Linked DNA regions of Mus musculus: region 1 is linked to region 2. The links are chromatin contacts, called in public Micro-C maps. All regions are on one chromosome and are shown on one strand. Each heading gives the region's core, a stretch centred on a gene start, on an enhancer-like site or on the middle of the called end of the contact. The rest is flanking DNA. Distances are from core to core; before and after follow the strand shown. Region 1 holds the start of Pdcd4 (programmed cell death 4). Region 2 holds the start of Rbm20 (RNA binding motif protein 20).

Region 1 (2,895 bases), core at 57-2,556, 230 kb after region 2:
ATGTCCTCAGTCCCTGCAGACTGGCTGGTGCTCCGCGGAATCAGGTTTCAGAAAATGGATCATACTGGCATGAGACTTGATAAAGACTGAGGGAGGCTGAGAGACTTGGATAAGATGTACCAGGCAGAGAGGCCATCTAGGAGAGACATTTCGAGATGATATGATAAAAGACCTGGCAAGACACAAGGGAGGATGCGGAGCAGTGAGCTGTCCAAGTGGGTTCAGGAGGACGGGTATCCAGGGGTTAGGGTGTGCAGACATAGCCTTGAAGCCTATAAGTCGCACTGTGGGCTCTAGGGTGTCTGCTGAGAAGCAGGCACTCCAGGGAGGCAGTGGGGAGCTTGTGAAGGTGTGTGTGTGTGTGTGTGTGTGTGTGTGTGTGTGTGTGTGAAGAACATTAGATAACACCAGGCAGTAAGAGCCGGGGTAGAAAGGCCCACGTTAGGGGATGGTGGTTGCTATCGAGCAGTTCAGTTCTGAAAAGACCAAGGGAAACATTCTGGTATTGCCATTCAGACTAAAGGTAAACATGGCCAGAGAAAGCAGGTCAGTCACTTTCCAGGTGCACAGGAAGAACATACGGTGCTGCACATTATCTCAGGCGATAACATCCGAGACAAAATGAAGGCTAGAGATGGCAGCCAGAAGGAAACGTCACAGAAGACAGCTAGAGAGGGCTGATTCAATACACAAACCATAGCCATGGTTGAGAAACCCAGCTTTGGAAAGAATGCAAGCACCATAGTGGCCTGGCTGGTTAGCAAAGGGACTTCAGTTTTTGTATCTCTTTATCTGGGAAAAGGGAGCGATTTTTATCTCAAAGGGGTTAGGCTTTTCCTGCGAGAAACTTCCTGAGCACGTGGACACACGGCAGGAGCCACGCGAGAGCAAGGACCAGCGGGCAGAAGTTAAGTAGTGGTTGCAGATTCTCCCAGACGCCCAGAAATAGTGGGGACCTCAGGAAATCCACAACCGCCCTAGAATTGGGCTGAGACGCCCTGTAGAGAGGACTGGCCGGTCTGGTCCACGAGCCGCGCCCCAGCCCCCAGCCCCCAGCCCGGCACAGCCCTCCGCCCGCTTTCACAACCCGGCCCTCTGCACTTAACCCCCACTCTGGCTGGTGGCCGAGCGGGTCCCAAGCCCAGCGCGCATGCGCCGACGGCGCCCCGCCCCCCTGAGCCCCGCCCCTATTTCCACGTCTCACTTCCCCTAGCTCTGCCTCGCCGCCTCGGCTGCAGCTCGGCCGCCACGATTGGCTGCGGGACGTCCTCCTCTCGGCCAATAGACGCCACGCCGTCGCCCCCGTGTTACTGGGTAGAACAAAACAAAAACAAACAGAGCGAGCGGGGCCAGAGGCGCTCCGAGGCAGCGGCGGCGGAGGCTGAGGAACGGGGTCGGGGCCCGGCGGACCGGAGACCCGGGCGAGCGGCGGCGGCCCGAGGGGGTCAGTACTGTGGGCGCGGCTCGCACGCTCGGGCGGGCGGCGTCCTCGTCCCTTAGGCCCGGGTCGGCGGAGGCTGCCGCACGTTGGGAGGGGGAGGGGGCGTGGAGGCCTCGCCGCGGGGGTCGGGACGCTCGGTCCCTGTCCACGCTGGCCCTGGAGCCCTCCGGCCACCGGCGCTCGCCCAACGCCCGGGGCTGCGGGGAGCTGCCGGTGCTCGCTCTCCGAGGCCGGGTCGGTCGGGCCGGGGAGCTGCAGCACGGGCCCGCCCCCTCCTCCGCAGCCCCATCCCCGGCGGCCGGGCGTGCGTGGCTGCGTGCGCTCGCGGTGAGAGGAGCCTCCGGGCGCCCGGTCCGACGCAGTTGGACGCGGGGGACGGGACGGTAGGAGAGGGGTGTCGTCCGGACGGAGATCCGGTGAGGGGTCGGTGCCCCGAACCGAGGCCTGGTCCGCCTCGGCCGGCCCTGCCCGCTGCCGGAGGGTTGGGGTCCTGCGGGACAGGCGTCGGTCGGTGCGGGCACGGGGCGGGGACAGCTGCCCTCCCGGCCCTGTGCCAACTCCTCCTTGCAGTCTCCTGTACAGGGTCCCTTAAAAAAAGTACAATACAACCTAGAGAAAACAAAGCCGAGAAGGGAGCCCCCTCTCTGTGAACGCATGCTGTGTCTGCTGCCCGTGGCTGTCCGCTACTGTAATGTACGTAGAGGGCGTGCTTTTTGGTTTTTGGTTTTGGTTTTTTGTTTTTGCTTTCCCTGAACAGCCTCAGAACTGCAGATGTAGGTCTCGCCTATCTTCCCCGAGCCCCTCCTTGGGAACTGGCTCTGTAAACCAGCCTCTGTAGTCGACTACCTGCTATGAATGATTCAAAATGCGGCTCCGGGCCTGGGTGAGGGGTGGGTGTGAGGCCTACGAGCTGCGTTTAAGACATTTTGATAGCTTCACAGCTGTAATACTCTTGATTTAAGAGTTTGAAATTTTAGGGGAAGGCCCTAGCATATATATTCGTGCTCGTATTTATATCCATAATATGCGTGCGATATCTATCTATATATCTATATCTATCTCGTGGTAAGAGTAGAGGAAAATAAAATACTTGTTACGGCTGCAAAAATAAATGTACATGGTTGCTCTCAGTAGTGGTTGCTTTTGCGTTATTGTTGTAGAGTGCTCTTAGCAGAATGCAAGTTGCTAATTAATGTGACTGCATCCCAGGGAAGAATTAAGGTCATTTTCTAGTTAACATGTGGTCTAAACTTGACTTCCAAAATGTCAAAGTAATTTATCGGGCATTTAGGAAATGCACTGGATAACAGTTAATTTCAGCTTAATCGTTTTTAGCTGTATACATAGCTTCCCCTTACCCCATGGGAAATGATTTTGTATAGATTAGTGTGGAGCAAATGGAATTTAGATTTTTTTGTTGTTGTTGTTGCTGTTGTTTTGCCTAAGGTTGAGGT
Region 2 (2,700 bases), core at 197-2,696:
TCTCCCCGGGTGTCCTGGTGCTCTGTAGATTAGGCTGGTCTCCAACTCACAGAGATCCCCCTGCCTTTGCCTCTCTAGTGAAGAGCTGGGACTAAAGGCATGTGCCACCCGCCGCCACACGTTCTGTTTTGTTTGTTTGTTTGTTTGTTTGTTTGTCAGACTTGTGTGAATTGTGAATGATGTGTGTGATGTTTAATACAAATAATCGTAACTCTAATTGGCAATGAGAGAGAGAGAGAGAGAGAGAGAGAGAGAGAGAGAGAGAGAGAGAGAGAGAGAAGCTCTCTAAGGTAGGGTGGCAGAGTAGGCAGTTTCAAGGGGAAATTGACACAAGAGTCAGGAGGGACAAAAAGTATCTTTCAGAGAGTTCAAGCAGTTGTCAGGTTTTGAGACATCTTTAGAATTTTCTGGTGTGTGAAGCAGGCAGGCAGGACTTCAGGCTGTGGGATCAGCTCGCTGCCCTCTGGCTTATAACGCACGAGAGAGGAATTTGGCCGCGGGCGTCCGTGTCTGGAACACCACGGAACAGCACAGTCCGAGAGAGCACGAGGCGGCCACTCCCCGGCCGGTGCTCAGGTGCAGGAGGGTCTGCGGGAGCAGGTGTCCCCTGTCGCCGTCTCCAGCTGCTCCGCCCTCAGAGCCTCACAAGTGCGTCGCACAGCTGCCACCCCGGTGCACACGGGTGTCCGGCGCAGGTGGGCTCCGGGCAATTAACAGAGTCGGTGAACTCTCTTCCTTATCCTTTAAATTTCCAGAGACGCTGCCAATAAATATGAAAGAAACGTGTGCCTGGTTTTCTTTTGCTCTCGTGGGAAAATTCAAAGAAATGAATCCACTGCTACCCTGTCCGTCGCCTTTGGGACCCCCGAAGCGACAGCTGGAACTACCAGCGTGGTGAGCTCCGGGGCCTGATCATCTGGGCCCCGAGATCGCAGTCCCACCCACCTAGGGAAGGATGTGACAGTGTCGGGTCCTTCCAGAGGCGCTGGCTGGGCTCCAGCCGCAGGAGGATGCCAAGCCCCGGGCGCACTTCGCGCTGGCGATGTCCTCGGGACTCTGCCGGAGCCGGGCAGCCTGTGAGCTCCGGAAGAAACTACAAGGCGGCGGAGGGCGGCTGCGGGGCGGGCCGGCGTGTCGCCCTCTCACGAGGGTGTCGCGCTGAGGAGCGCCTGGCTGGTCACCCCGAAGGGCTCGCGGTGGCGGGTGGCGGCTGCTACTCACTGTGCCTCGGGTGGACAGGCACAGTTGTCCCGGTCACCCCGCGCGCAGCAGCTCCTGGGCGTCTCGCGGCTTCCGTGGCCCCGGGGACGCCCCCTGTTCCTGTCCCTGTCCCCCGCCCCCTCCGCAGCCTCTCCAGCTTGAGCGCCGGGAGGTGGAGGAGGCGGCGCCGCGGGGACTGTCTCCTCCCCACCCTTCTCGTCTCCTCCCCACGCCACCGAGAAGGACAAGGGGACTGGGCACAGGGACCCCGGCCAGTGAGCGCTTGTGTTCCGGGACCGCCCCTCCCGCGCGCTCTTTCGCTGCGAGCCCGGGCCGGTGTCGCCGCGCATGGTGCTGGCAGTAGCCATGAGCCAGGACGCGGATCCCAGCGGTCCGGAGCAACCCGACAGAGATGCCTGCGTTATGCCCGGTGTTCAGGGGCCCTCCGTGCCCCAGGGCCAGCAAGGGATGCAGCCTCTGCCGCCACCGCCACCGCCTCAGCCTCAAGCCAGCCTGCCCCAGATCATCCAAAAGTAAGAGGGAGAATGGAGTGGGGCTGGGGTGAGCCTGGGACACACACCAGGGGCCCTCTTTTGTGGCTTCATTTCCATCCTTTGCTAAACTTCGCCCGCCCCGCTTGTGTTTGAAGTGTTGTTGGCGCTCTGAGCTGGGTCGGTGTCATTCTGGCTTGTTGGTGATATTGGGTAGAACGCAGTCAAGTTATTAGTGTGTGGTGGTGGTGGTGGTGGGGCATAATTTTTGCCTTTTCTTATGTGTTCTCTTTTCTCTTCTGATGGTACTGGATCTGTTTTAACTTCATAAGCTCGAAGTTGGGGGAAATGACCCAGAGACTATTTTTTTCATCCTTCTGATCCTTAGAGACCACTGGAATGTATTACGGTGACGATGACGGGTCAAGCGTGAGTGTGAGCGCTTAGTGAAGGGTGTGTGATAAATCGCCACTGAGAACAAAACTACCTTTAGTGGAGTCAACTAGAGATTTGGGACAAAGGGAGTTGAGGGCCTGTAAACAACGCGCAAACAGTTTACAACATGGCCCTTGCAAGGAGTTCTCAGCTGCAGAAAAGGTTTCCCCTAGATACCGTGGTGAACCTCACCGTTCTTCTTTTCATTGGTTTGGTAAGCTGGGGTGGTCAGGGGTCCCAGGAAGCCCCTTATCCCGTCTGGGAAGCGTAGAGGTAAACCGCTGGTGTTTTACTCCCTCGGCTCCTTAAAAAGCATTGTTTTGACAGTTTGAGGCCTAGAATGTCGGATTGTTCGAAGGCTCTTTATTTTGCTTCAGGCTTGGTCCACCTGTGACAAAGTCCTGAAAAATAGTTTGAGTGTTTCCACAAGTCTAATTGGAACATGTAAACTCAGGAAAACTCACATGAGGAGCTGGGGTTTTTTGTTGGCTGTTCTGATCTTGGGGATTCTGTAAACTCACTACGATGCACTAAGGAAAAAAAAAGCAAACATGGAAAAGGAAATGGAAGCAAA

Evidence for each region. A called contact is a pair of places that touch in the nucleus more often than the background predicts.
Region 1: a contact with region 2 is called in a Micro-C map of embryonic stem cells, with 5 times the contacts expected there. The contact joins the promoter of Pdcd4 here to the promoter of Rbm20 in region 2. A contact is called at or near these places in 5 of 39 promoter capture datasets (the 3T3-L1 cell line, the SN4741 cell line, embryonic stem cells and 2 more), 3 of 484 Hi-C or Micro-C datasets (embryonic stem cells, nephron progenitors and olfactory sensory neurons), 4 of 115 datasets of contacts at active chromatin or transcription factors (forebrain, memory CD8 T cells, pancreatic cancer cells and 1 more) and 1 of 9 other capture datasets (pancreatic islet).

Annotation. Positions count from the first base shown.
Region 1 is chr19:53,902,045-53,904,939 of GRCm38.p6, forward strand. It overlaps Pdcd4 (programmed cell death 4), which reads left to right and starts at 1,307. Exons shown (of 12, transcript NM_001168491.1): 1 at 1,307-1,444. It overlaps Gm30990 (basic salivary proline-rich protein 2-like), which reads right to left and starts at 2,560. Exons shown (of 8, transcript XM_030251154.1): 1 at 2,539-2,560; 2 at 1-2,028. The coding sequence starts at 2,560. The coding sequence ends at 827.
Region 2 is chr19:53,675,860-53,678,559 of GRCm38.p6, forward strand. It overlaps Rbm20 (RNA binding motif protein 20), which reads left to right and starts at 1,447. Exons shown (of 14, transcript NM_001170847.1): 1 at 1,447-1,733. The coding sequence starts at 1,549.